Regions from separate parts of the Mus musculus genome. Here region 2 is linked to region 1. Evidence: chromatin contacts called from public Hi-C data. All regions are on one chromosome and are shown on one strand. The core of a region is the stretch at or near the end of the contact, and the rest is flanking DNA. Distances in the headings are between cores, read along the strand shown.

The links. Hi-C and Micro-C count contacts between places; a contact is called where the count stands out from the background.
Region 2: a Hi-C map of uterus shows a contact between it and region 1. The contact joins the enhancer-like site here to the promoter of Ednra in region 1. A contact is called at or near these places in 5 of 39 promoter capture datasets (the 3T3-L1 cell line, 3T3-L1-derived adipocytes, neural stem cells and 1 more), 2 of 484 Hi-C or Micro-C datasets (both in uterus) and 1 of 115 datasets of contacts at active chromatin or transcription factors (cardiomyocytes).

What each region holds. Positions count from the first base shown.
Region 1 is chr8:77,722,077-77,725,787 of GRCm38.p6, forward strand. It overlaps Ednra (endothelin receptor type A), which reads right to left and starts at 2,376. Exons shown (of 8, transcript NM_010332.2): 1 at 2,020-2,376. LOC108167319 (a long non-coding RNA gene) reads left to right here and starts at 1,509. Exons shown (of 4, transcript XR_003947564.1): 1 at 1,509-1,646.
Region 2 is chr8:77,920,116-77,924,015 of GRCm38.p6, forward strand. No RefSeq gene overlaps it. Among named protein-coding and RNA genes, the nearest start is that of Gm23981, 110 kb to the left of the region's middle. Within about 2 kb of position 1,761, at least 4 of the 459 cell types and tissues checked have an H3K27ac peak or open chromatin away from gene starts, as enhancers often do. A contact at or near this core is called in uterus, where this site is marked.

The DNA.
Region 1 (3,711 bases), core at 1,126-3,625:
ATCAGGAGTCTTGAATGAGTGAAGTGACTGTGTTTTCACAGCCAAAAGGCTGCTGGATGTCATCCTGTCTCACGGCTGGGCTATAGGTGTTCACCCGCTGCTGTGATTTCAAAGTGATGGGCCTGCCATTTACTTCTGTCACTTCTGCTCACCCTTAATTGTAAGTGGTTACAGATTTTCTCTCCCGTCTCTAATAGTCCGGAATAACTGGCTGAATTATTAGTAGGTCTACAAATATCATCTTTCCATTTCCCACATGTAGACCAGAATGCCAAGTACAAAGCTTTTTACGATCTGCCTCCCTCTCAGGATAGTGAGGGGAGGCACAAGTCTTTCAATTCCTTGATTGCTTTATGATTTATGGTTCCTGGTTTCCCAATGGGAATGGAATATTTAGTAATAGTTATCTTAAAAATGAGAGACAGAGGTCTTTCCCATAAACAAAATGGCTTCATGGTCTATTAGAATCATCCAGGAGGGGAGTTCATGAGCCATTTGGGTGTCACAGGCACTGCACAGCTCACGTAGAGCTCAGTGGTCCTCATTGCCACAGGTACTGAGAAAGCTACAGTCATGGCTTCCTATCAGGGTGTGAGCCAGCTGCCAGTAAAACCTCTTTCCTTCCTTCCTTCCTCCCTCCCTCCCTCCCTCCCTCCCTCCCTCCCTCCCTCCCTCCCTCCCTCCCTCCCTCCCTCCCTCCCTCCTTCCTTCCTCCCTCCTTCCCTCCCTCCCTCCCTTTCTTCCTTCCTTCCTTTCCTTCCTTCCTTGCTTCCCTCCAGCAAAGACACTACCAAGAACTCATTTCTCTTGACACCTCTTGTCAGCTCACCACATCTAAGGGACATCTGTCAAAAACATGTGGATGCCATATTGTTACAGAGTGAAAAACACAAAACCAAATAAAAGAAACCTCTTTCGAATCCATGCTTTCCCAAGGACGGATCTGTAGCTCATTTTGGTATATTTCAGTCAAGCTTTGCCGGGCATCTGGCTCTAGAGCCAGAGCTCTAGAGAAGCAACTCACATTCAGACCAGAAGGACATGTCTATGGAGTCAGCATCTTTCCTTTTGTGGGTCTAGAGTTTGGTGGCATACAAAAGCTGACCCCTTAGTGCTTTCCCTAGTTAATACATCAGATTCTCAGAGCAAATGTCCACTTGCCATTAGTAATTTGGAAAATCCAACGGCGCCCAAACCGCACACATACTTAGGGCAGGTAATTTACATGGTATGGTTGCCAAGGTGTTTCATAGCCAATCTTTAAAAACAGATGAGTTGATGGCTGTGTGGGAATCAGAAACAACTACAAGAAGAAAAAAAAAATTAAACCAAGAACTTTTTTTTTTTCAAGTTCTCTGTGGTTTTGTTCTCTGGAGAAGACAAATTATCCACTCTCCTTGGACACATCCTCTGACTTTCATATGCTTTCGCCCCAGGTCTGCTGGGGTGAGGCCACTAAGGGTGGTGTAATCAGAGGTGGCTTATCTACAAACAGTTCCAGGGTTCTGCACATGAAAGACAAGAAGTGCCCTTTAAAGGACAGGACAGCACTGAGCAAATCGCCCAGACCTCCACCAGCAGGCAGATTTCCAACCCCAGCTGCCATCGTGGTGTGAGGAGGGCTCCACAGAGGTTGGTTCTTCACAGTAAGTGTCCTTGGCACTCAGGGTGCAGGATAGGAAGAGACCAACTTCACCAGGAGGCTTTGGAGCAAGCGCCCTGGGCCTTGATGCGCCTGAAAGCTTGTGTGGAGAAAAAGATCCTCCCACTCCCGGCTCCCCTTTCCTAAAAATCCGAGACAAAGCTCAATGGTCTTGTCCGGTGTCCACCCCCACTCCCCCCAGTGTTCGTCTCCCAGGAAAGCGCCCCACACTGGGCGTCCCGGGAGGTAAGTGCCAGGCCGGTCTGTTGCGTTTCCCTGGAGCTGCGAGACACCCCTGCTCCTCCCAGCAGATTGCCCCGGCAGCGACCCTATCCCTAGTTCCAGCCCTGGTTCCAAAAAGAAAGACTTGCACCGACCTTAGAGCTCCTCGGAAGCAGACAGCTCCAGGTCCGCGCACGGGCCAGCCGGAGCCTGAGCTGGAGAACGAGGGTGGCGCGCAGGGTGGCGGGTGACCAGGGCTGCAGCACAGTCTCAGCTCGGGGAAACTTCCCCGGACAGCCAGGCTTCTCTAGGGGGAGATCTTGCTCAGCCTGCAAGCTCCAGCGATGGTCCGGTGGATCAGAGAGAGGCTCCCCACCTCCTAGACACAGTTGCCAGACTAGAAGGGATGGGTGTGCGCGCGAGGCTCCCAAGGAAAAGCAAACTCCGGAGGAACACGCCTCCCGCGATCTTCCTTAGACTCCACAGGCTCCTAGACCTTCCTCTCTACTCTGGGACCTAACTGCAAGAGCGCTATCCCGCCTGCCCTCCAGGGAGCAGCCACCAAGCTGCAAAGCTGCTGCCCCCGCCAGGCCCTGAAGGGCAGGGATCTTTAACTATTTCCTTCCTGAGAAGTTGGTTAGTCTAGGATGGGTAGGATTGAAAGTAGAGAGCAACAGACCAGACTCAAGGTTGTGCCCTGTTTTAGGAAGAAACTCGAGGCACTTGAGCCCGTGAGTACGGGAGAGTTTGATCAGCAGGGGAAGCCAGGGAATTTGGGCTGTGTCTCCTGTCAACTTTGCTTAGCTTGTTAGCACTCCTCACCTTAGAGGAAGTTATGGAACCCAGGTGGACAGCATGTCTTTGGCTCAAATTTGACCTGCAAGACCACTAAGCCTTAGCCCAAGGCAAAAGGGAGCTGGGGAGTCTGTGGAAGGGTCTAGGGTGTGCTCAGAGAAATGATCATGTCTGACAATGAATGGGGAGACCCTTCAGAAGGCAGTGTCTTTATCACAGAGTGTGTCAAGTCACGATAAGATGGGGAGTGGGAGGAGAGATAAGGGCCAAACATCAGGGCTCCTGGGGAAGAAGGCTTGGCTGTACGGATGCCCTAGGACCTCATTGGTTCCCTACCGTATCTATAGTGGAATTGGACCTCAGTTTGTTCTAGGACCTCTAGGAGAAGGGAGAGACAGGACTTATATCTAGCCCCTGGGAAAGAATTTTAGCAACAGCTTCCTCATAGTGTGGTGGCTAGATTCCAAGAACAAATATCCCAAGAGAAAGGACATAGAAACTGCCACCTACTTAAGGCCCAGGTCCAGATAGTGACACAAAGGGGCTTCTGCTTAATTCTGTCAGTCACCAATTCCAGATTAAAGGGTGAGGGCACAGAGACCCTACTTGACAGGGGTCATTTTGTAAAACTGTCACAGCCATCAGCAGAACACCTCGGTGGAAAGGATTTTAATATTCTTCTGGGACTGTTGGAGCAGGCATTACCCTGTCCACTAATCTAGTGTTTATCTAGCGTTTCTCTAGGAAGGATCCACAAAAATTGTCTCAGTCAGCTCTGAAGGGGTACGCTTTTGTGGCGACAGCTTGGCAGGCTGACATTATTTTCCAGGAAGAAAAGTTATTGCCTTCTTCCAGAAGACTGTTCATAACTTGGTATGTGAAATGTTCTGGATCCCAGGCCCTCTCACCCCGTGACTAGGCACGTGGACAGTGCACCATCTGTGTAACTGAACATGTCTGTCAGGCTAGTCTTTGTAACAGCACCCCCAGGACCCCCTACCTTTTGCTGATCCCACTGTGGTATGGATTAAGCATTAAAAATTTCTCTTTCA
Region 2 (3,900 bases), core at 511-3,010, 200 kb after region 1:
ACTGCTTTCACAGTTCTTTCCCACAGTCTTAAGGGATGTCCTGAAAGTCACGGAATTTGTCATTTTTGCTGAGGAACACAAGACACATTCTCACCTCCTGAATTCATGCTGTTTCTAATTATCATGGAGTCATTAACCTTGCCTGGCAGGGAGAATATTTCCCAAATGAGGAACATAAAGTAAACTATGTACGTTATTATACAAACAAGCCCCATACCCACAACAACCTCAGCGCTTGTGGAGACCCATGCCCTGCTAGCTCTGCTCCAGGGACAGGAACTGTGTCATGCCTTCCCTTCCACATGGCCATGCAGGACTCAGCAATTCCTGTAATCTGTTTTTATTTTACTAATAACCATCAGTACAAAGACCAAATCTAAGTCTCCCTAGATTGCTACACCCCCCTACCAAATACCCTGTCATTTAAAAAAAAATCTGTAGCTGCCAATGTCTGATGTATCTGTTATATAAACTAATGATATACATTTCAAATTCAAAGATTATATATTTATGCTCAGGGTTACAGTTTGGATCTTGACTATTTCCCCACAGCCCTTGTATTGAAAACTTGGTCCTTAGTCTGCTATAAGGAGTGATGAACTTTTAGAAAGATACTAGTAAATGGAAGTTGGGCTCTTTAGAGGGTGTCCTTCCTTTCTCTTTCAGTTCTTGGCTCTCATGAAGTAAAAATGCCCCCTGCACAGCATTCTCCTTCACAATATACTACAAGACGCCCAAAGTGACAAGGTGACAAGGCTAAGTGATCATGGACTGAAACATCTGACTTCACAGGACAAATATCATCTTCTCTTAAGTTGATATTATGTCACTTTTCCTGGGGAGATATGAACAGACACTAGTTGCCCTGAATAGGGCACTACCAGCAGACCAAAGAAATAAAAGCCCAGTTTGGTGAAATGATGAGTTTGTTCAGATTGCTTAGGGGAGCGTGGGTGACTCAAAGGCAGCTGTATGTATACATCTGCCATCCCTGGAGCTTCCTACACAGCCTGCAGGAGGTTCCTATCCACCAGCAATTACCCACAACTTATACTGACTTGAGAAGGAGCCTTGTGAATCTTGAAAATATATGATGTGTCAAAGTTGTGTGAGTTTGATGAGAATCCTTATCCTGGTAAATATATCATTAACTTCCCAAGTCTCATGAACATTCTCCCTCCTTCAGAGAAGAATTTTTTGAGGCGATAGCCATGCAGAAGTCATTTTTCTCAGTATTTTGTCCCAATGGCAGAAGTGACTCACAAATCCAGAAAACAGTTTAAATCTGTTACTGACTAATAAGAGAGCACTCGATTGCTAGGGGGGAGGTGGTGTGGTGGGGAAAGCATAACGAGCTTGCTTCACAAGTGTGAGGGCCTGAGTTCAGATCGGCAGAGACTACAGGTGACATAATGTATGTCTCTCATGACAATGTTCCTAGGACAAGAGAGGAATTAAAGAGGAGAATCCCTGGACATTCACAGGCCAGGTAGCATGCTACAAACAGTTGTCAATAACATAAAGACTCTGTATCAAACAAGGTGAAAGATGAGAACCAAGACCTGAAGTTATCCTCTGACCTTGACACACACATATGTGCACACCAATGTGCACACATACAAACACAAACACACACATACACATACACAGAGAGAGGAAGAGAGAGAGAGAGAGGATAAGAATATAAAAGCTGAGCAGAGACACTGTGGAAAACAAATGGCTTAGTGAAGGAGGAATGATTTAATAGATTTTTATCTTACAAATCAAAACCTCTTACTTTTTTCTTTTGCATACTGAATGAGATCACTGAACAAACACTAAGCTTAAAGACTTGCCAGATGGATTTTAGTAATGAATCATTTCAGACTTAGGCCATTGGCTAATTATTTTGTAACCTGTCATGACCCAGAGTTTTGGAGATTTTTCATGTGTGATCAAGGTCAGTCACTGGTTGAAATACAAGCTCAGAATAGGTCTCCCCTGAAGCCTCGGGGAAGCGGGCTGTGGGAGGGCAGGATAGAGAAACCTGAGGCTCACACGGCCTCACTTCTCTTCTATGGCACTTCAAAACTGAAAACAATCCTTTATAGCTTAAGCAGTCCAGTGATCTAGTCTCGGCTTGGTTTTACTGTTTTTTATGTTTAGGACTATGTTGTAATTACAAAAACAAATGTAAACTGTGGGATTTTAGTCAATGAAGTTAGAACATATTCTACTGATTTTCTAGTGTATTTAATATGTAGTCATGCATAAGAACTTACTGTGAAATTTCTAACTTAAAACAACTAATGCTTATTATCTCATGTCATTTCTGAGACCAGAGATCAAGGAATGGCTTGGATTAATTGTGGCTTAGATTTTCATATGAGGTGACTGTCACCCTTTCAGTTAAGTTTGCATCAAAGGACTAAGTTTGGTGGTGCAGGCCTGCATTCTCAGCTCCTTGGGAGGCTGAGGCAGGGAGGTCACTTGAGATGTGGAGTTCATGGCCAGCCTGTGAAAGAAGCTGAGGTCCTGTCTGAAGAAAACAAACAATACCAACAGCTGAGTCAGAAGGCTTGCTTGAAACTAGAAGCTTCACTTCCTCGGCACGCGAGGAACTCCTCACAGACAGCCTCCACTTCCTCGGCACGCGAGGAACTCCTCACAGACAGCCTCCACTTCCTCGGCACGCGAGGAACTCCTCACAGACAGCCTTCAGTTCTTTGCCAGGCAGACATCTCCATCCAGATGTTAAAAAGGACAGCCTGCTTCCACCAGAGTGAGCATCCCACCAGAGGCATATTGGTACTCCCTTAATTTTGGTCTCTAAGTTTCAAGCTGCCACAGTGTTCTACTCAAAGACTGTAGTAAACAGGCTGAGAACCAGGCTCTACTTCCTAATGGTAGTAGTATTTTTTTATATACCATTTGATGTGTGAAACAATTATATTTAAATTATAGTTTATAATATTTAATTATATTTAAGAATCAAATGATTGTGGGGCTGGAAAGATGGCTCCGTGTCAAGAGTGCATGTTGGCCTTTTAGAAGAGATAACTTGGGTTCCCAGTACCATGTCAGAGGGTCACACCTCCGATAGCCCCAGCACCAGAGGAGCTGAAGCCTCTAGCCACCGTGGGCACCTGCACTTGTATGCACACACCCCAAACCAACACAATTTAAAATAAATCTTTCGAAAGTGGCAAGGGTAAATGAACTTCAGTGGACATAGTTTTCACATTTCATTCAAAGTCAAGATTAGTAATATTAGTCAACTAGTGATTAATATCAGTAAATTGCAATTTCACAGATATATTTTAATATGTAAAACAGACTCTCAAGAAATATGAACTCCACAAAACAGTATAAATAACTGACTACAGAATAGCAATTTTTTCCCAGTAATCTGCAGGCACACAAGAGAAATGGGAATGAGTACCACTACCAAGAACAGAAAACAAACATTGAACCACATGCCAAACCTAACAAAGCTGTAGGTACGTTAACTATTCCAGGTAAAAGAGTCTTCTGGAGGCATTTTCTTACCTGAAGCTCCCTTCTCTCCAATGAGTCTAGCCTCTGTCAAGTTGACATAAACGAGCGAACACACTCAGTATGAATCTTTTAATTTTTCTGCATTGTGGCACTAGTAGTAGTAGTAGTAGTAGTAGTAGTAGTAGTAGTAATAGATACACAAACTGACACATGATAAGATTGTGTAATATTAAATGCATACATAGACATAGGTGGGCTCAGCACTGTTTCAATATCACTGTGCTTAATAACCACTTGTGATACTGTGAAATGCTATCACTGGGGGTAGGTTAGGCATGTTTCTATCACTGTAAACAAATAACTGAGGTAACCAGCTTATAAAGGAGGCAGGTTTGTTAGCTCACTCTCTCAAAGGTTTCTGCC